2 separate regions of the Gossypium hirsutum genome follow, and region 2 is linked to region 1. Evidence: chromatin contacts called from public Hi-C data. All regions are on one chromosome and are shown on one strand. The core of a region is the stretch at or near the end of the contact, and the rest is flanking DNA. Distances in the headings are between cores, read along the strand shown. Region 1 has its middle 21 kb from the start of LOC107910710. Region 2 holds the start of LOC107910706.

What was found. A called contact is a pair of places that touch in the nucleus more often than the background predicts.
Region 2: a contact with region 1 is called in a Hi-C map of hypocotyl, with 4 times the contacts expected there. The contact joins the promoter of LOC107910706 here to the enhancer-like site in region 1. A contact is called at or near these places in 6 of 34 Hi-C or Micro-C datasets (callus, hypocotyl and leaf).

The regions. Positions count from the first base shown.
Region 1 is chrD02:22,818,267-22,821,137 of Gossypium_hirsutum_v2.1, forward strand. No RefSeq gene overlaps it. Among protein-coding and RNA genes, the nearest start is that of LOC107910710, 21 kb to the left of the region's middle. Within about 2 kb of position 1,420, at least 9 of the 9 cell types and tissues checked have an H3K27ac peak or open chromatin away from gene starts, as enhancers often do. A contact at or near this core is called in hypocotyl and leaf, where this site is marked.
Region 2 is chrD02:23,203,711-23,206,632 of Gossypium_hirsutum_v2.1, forward strand. It overlaps LOC107910706, which reads left to right and starts at 1,410. Exons shown (of 2, transcript XM_016838666.2): 1 at 1,410-2,396; 2 at 2,503-2,748. The coding sequence starts at 1,720. The coding sequence ends at 2,355.

The DNA.
Region 1 (2,871 bases), core at 170-2,669:
ATATAAATCTTTACAAACTAAAAGTGAGGGCAATCTTTATTTTAAAACAAATAATATCTCATAGTGGATGTATTTCAACAATCTTTACCATCTTCTTAGAAATCAATTACAAATTAAACAAAGATATATTATTATCTTCACTAACTGTTTGATTCATAAATTATATCTATTTAATAGAGTTTTCTTATATAAAATAATTAAATTGTTAATTTTATGTAAAAATTATTAAGTGATATATATTAATTAACAAAAATATATTCTATTATTTATTATATTATATTGATAATTAAATAATTTTTATCTTTTTTTTAAAAAAAATTTATAAACCTAATACTCATATTTCAAAATCTAAATAATGTATCAATTATTATTCAAAGTCAATAAACAAATTATAGCCCAAACTTCAAGTCTAAAATAAAAAGAAATTAAATCCAATAGCCAAATACAATTTGTAAAAATTAATATATTATATTTCTAATAATATTTTATATATTACTAGTTGCAGAGATATAAAAATATTTAAAAATATTATTTTTACTTGCTTTTAGAATAAATAGTTGTAGTTGAAAATTATACAAGATATATAATTTCTTCAATGGTGGAAAAATAGACATTCTCACATAAATGAATATAAATTATCTTAAAATCATTATTTACTATGCTAAAATAAAATCTTAAGTATTAGATATACCTAATATTGTTTTGTTTTATCTTCTTGCAAACTATGTCGAAAAACTTGGTCGGTGACGATGGTGATCTTATCTCGAATGAAGATCGAAACACCAAAAAGGTGCGATTTAAGGATACAAGCTGTGAGATGGTAGTGGATCTAATCCCTACACCAGTACCATCCTGGAAGGACAAGATGTTGGGGAAAACTTTGCCTGCTTCTACAGACGAAGTAGAATTGAATTTCCAGGAGTGAGATATCATGAAGACTACGGCGAATGGTATACCAACGATAAAAATTTCCGAAAGGATAAAGCAACTATTGGTGAAGGGTATGGCAACTATAGCAGTTGTGAAATTACTAGGAAGGAACCTGGCATATAGCACCCTTCATAACAGAATACTCAATCTATGGAAACCATCACTCTCGTTTCAGCTTATGGGTGTTGAAAACAGATACTTCTTGGTTAAATTTCAAGGCAGGGAGGACTACGAAAAGGTTCTAACTTAGGGTCCATGGGTGATTTTCTGCCAATACCTCACGGTTCAACCATGGACACCAGAATTTAATCCCCTCAATTTTTGTCAACTTGGACAAACCCTTAATTTCTCAAATCCCGATGAACGGTAAGCAATAGAGAATTGAATATGAAAATTTCCCGCTGTATATTTCTCGCGTGACAGGTATGGACATGTGCGTGACCTCTGTCCTTCCAATGGGCCGGAGAAGGGTCGCGGCGAGAGTAAAGAGGGTTCAACGGCGGTCGCTCCAGAGAAGGAAAAATCAGTGGAGGCGTCGGAATCCTTCAGACCATGGATGCTTGTCGAGAGAAAATCACGGCGAAATCAAGGCTCCAATGCTTCTTTGGCTGCGAAATTTCAGGGCAAAAATGGAGAAGGATCTCGATTTAATGCCCTATCTTTAGTACAATCAAAGAGCATTGAAAATGGGGAGATCGGTGCAGATTTTTCGGGGGTCATCTTTAAAAGAGGGAATTTTTAAAGATTAAAGATGGGGTTAGCAGGGATAATTCCCATAATTATGGGCTGAAAAATGAGCATATTTTTTCAAGAGCTGCGAGCCAGGCCAGGGTTGGAAAAGATCAACGTGGGTCCTTGAAAGCTGGAAATGGGTTGTCCATTGGCTTAAATGCTGGGCCAATAAGTGTGCCCACTTCTAATTCGAATGGAGGAAATTATTTTCAACAAAAAATCAATAGCGTGATGACAGAACCCACGCTCCAAGATTTCAATCCTGCTCAGGCCCAGATTAATAATAAGGAAACAGCGCTCAATGGTCCCAATTCAGTAAGGCCAGTTGGGCTGATAAAGCATTGAAGGGCCCAATTCAGCTGACGGATACTGGGAGCGGTTTAAATAATTTGCCTTTGGGGAAGCAAACCTTTCAAGATGCGAATCCAGTGTCTGAAAGAGCTGGGCAAATCCATCATGCGTCGACCCAAGAAGAACATATCCAGGTTCAATCCACTATTGTTGCTGTTGAATATTGGCAATATCCCACATTAGGAAAAGATAGAAATGGAGGGGGTTTGGTTTGTTATATATAGAACCCCTCCCCCTTTGGTTGTATCATCCCAAAATCTTCTCCTTTGTAATATTTCTAGAAGAAATATTGATTTGGTAGTGTCCGAGGACGTAAGCTAAATTGGCCGAACCTCGTTAAATCTCTGGTATTTTATTTCTTATTTGTTTGCTTATATTTAATAGCTTTATGTTGGTTATATTTATTTAGTTATTATTGCTATAAATATCTAAGTGAGTTCTGTCTAGTTGTTGGGTTTTAAGCGGGACCATTTGTGACCCCTCCAATTTAACTGGGAATTTTCTTAGTATAATTGTTGGCATAATAATTATCTAAATATTTCTGATAATATTGTTATTAATATTATCGTCGCTTCCGCAACAATTGGTATCCGAGCCAAGGTTTTGTAGTATGCTCTGTGTTTGCAGCTTAGTCTGATCTTACACATCAGAAACATTTCCTAAAGCTTGTGGGTATTCTGCATTTGGTGGCTATTAAGTAGAAGCTATGGCAAAAATGACAGAAGAAAAACCATCCATATCAACAACTTCCACTTCGTACATTTTGCCGAGGATTGGAACTGCAAATACGAGATTTGTAGTGGAAATTTTTGATGGAACAGGTCATTTCGGCATGTGGCAAAGTGAGCTTCTAGATGC
Region 2 (2,922 bases), core at 160-2,659, 390 kb after region 1:
AGGGTGTCCATGTCATTTTACTTATAAAAGTATGAAAAGACAAAATGGCATCACAATAATATTATAGTTTAAAATAAAGATATTTCTATAATTTCATTACCGAGTTGATGACAGTAACACTAACTTCGCCAAATGTTTAAATATTAAATAGTGAAAATTTTTATATAGAGGAGTTATAAATATTTAAAATTTTTAAATATATATAATACCATGAATATGATGATTGCACAAAATACAAATACATATCTTTTCAGTTTTTTTTTATATTTATGAATTATAACAAATACAATATAATTATAAATATAAGTATAAGTAATTACAAGTATTAAATTATTATAGACGAACTATACAATTAAATTATTATAATCTAAACAAATTAAAAACTGATATAGTTCAAACTAAAACCAATTAGGACTAACTGGACCAAAACTCTCATTATGAAACTTAAAAACTCGCGTATATAAATTAGGCATGAACTATATTTTAAATTGACATAGACGTCGTTATACATCGTTTACATCAAAATTAATAGACGTGAATGAAGGTCACGTGCATGGCACCGACCAATAATGGACCGGAAATTCTCATCAAGACTGGCTGGCCTGCTGCCACGTATACCAATCCCTTCAGGTCTTGCACTGTATTATCACATAAAATATTTAATATTTTACTCCTATTTTCTATTTATGTGTTGTTCTTGCATGAGGTGGTCATAAAATAGTCTTGGGTCCCGCCAAGTGGGATACGTGTATTGCTAGGATTCTTTCAAGTCCCTTTCAAACCAGACCAACATCTTAGATGGAGGGAATGATCAACGGCTGGTATCTCCTCACCGGTTATTTCTAATTATTCGATCCAACGGTGTAAATCGAATTGACGGCTGCCGCCCAACAGTGTTTCCCAAGTCTTGAACTGTCGGTAAATTAGGAGTCTGTGGTAACATTTTTATTATAAAGAAAATGAAAAAAGTAAAGGACAAAGTATGTTACTAGTCCCTGCTTTTCTATAAATTTTGATATTTACTCCCTATATTTTAAAATTTAAAAGTTCAATTCTCTTACTTTTTCAATTTAAAAATCTTAATCCAATAATTATCATATGCTAAAATGTTTATTTTCATTTTATTTTCACTCATATGATATGTCACATGAGGGCAACTTAATCAACATGCTAAATTGGTAAATTTTGACAAAAAAAATACTTACTATTTTAATGATTGGATTGAGATTTTTAGATCAAAACAGTTAAAGGGCTTAATTTCTAACCTTTTAAGTATACAAAATAAATCTCAAATTTTATCAAAAGTATAGGGCCTAACAGACAATTTTAACGAAAAGTAAATTACAATAAAAAAATAAAGTAGCCGTTGGAGACGTGGAGTTTATTACTTGTATAAAAAGAGGCACAGACTTTTAAACACATGAAAGTCTGGAAGAAAAGTAGAATAAATTAAAAATCCAAACCATTTCGGATCCCTCTGGGATCGAAATCGATTTTGTATCTATTTTCTGTTTATCAATAGCATTTCCTAACCAATATTCTTTTTCTTTTTTACTTTTCATTGAGAAAATCTGTAAAGATTTCCTCTGAAATATATATATCTTGAGCATGTTTTTGGCTTCAGGCTTTTGATCATATTATTTCGAAGATCATCGCCTCTTTTTGTTTGATATTGAAAAAGCTTGTTCGTTGTTTGCCAAAGCAAAACCCAGTAGTATTATGGATGGGATTTTCTTGTCATCTTCAGCTGAGAAATCTGTTTCTCCAAACAAGCAACTCAAGAACATTCCAAGGAGACATAGTAGTGGAGCTCACACAAGCATCATCCATGGGGGGGGAGGAGGCCTCTTTTTGGCTCCTCCACCGTCTCTTTCCTTCTCTTATCCATTCTATCAGGCTCAGCATCAACCACCTCTCCTTCCACTTCCACTCCCTAATAAACCTCTTCATACGTCGCTCCCTTCTCGAACCCCACCCCTTTCATCTTCTCCATCTAACCTCAAAAGCAACAGATACAAAGACCAATCTCTGACCCCTCCAAAGAGATCAAAATCGAAGCAACTCAGTGGCAAATCAGTAGGAGAGCCAAAGAAACTTCAAACCAGACCAACGGAGGGAAAAAAAGCACAAGGTGCAATTAGTAAGCCCTTTGTCATGGCATCAGGAGGACCCCAGGCGGCTGCGAGAGATTTGGAGAGGCTTTCAAGTTCTATCTTTACACTCTCTCCACCACCTAGCAGCTTGCCTTTGCCCAGCTTTTCGCTTAGACCAAAGCTTGGCTGCAAGGCTGAAGCTGGTGGAGGAGTCGATGATGGAGCCACTGACAATCTCCGACGACTCCTACGTCTCCCTTGAAGGGTCTTTTCCGTAAATAAAGGCGTGAACAATAATTAAGGGTAAGCAGTAACTTCTGTTCTTCCTTTTTCTAGTTTTTCTCCTTAATTGTCTCATGTCATGGGAAATTATAAAGATACCTCATAGTTTTTTTGAGCTGAGGTGCAGGAATAAAAGAAAAACTAGAGTGGATAAGAAGTGTGCTTGCTTCTGAGTTCTAAGGCTTTGGGTCAATAGTTTGTTCAACTTTTTCCATTTTCTTTTATAGCGTATTAAGTATATTGTAATTTAGATCCTATGCTGATCATAATGCGATCACCGCCTTGTTTTTGAATCGGGGGTGAACATATAAAAGCTATATGTGTAAGGCTTTGCCATTTTCTTGTGTTTGATAATCTTAAGGCTGTTTCTGAACAGACGATTGCCACATTACGAATTAAGCACATGCACGCATTTTATGTCTCGATAATAACATCTATGCCAACCAATCTTCACTTCACCTCACCGGATTTAAATCATAGGAGGTGAGAGAAAGCAGCATGAGCAAGCAAATGATAAACTTATATATATTAGGTGCCATTCTGCATG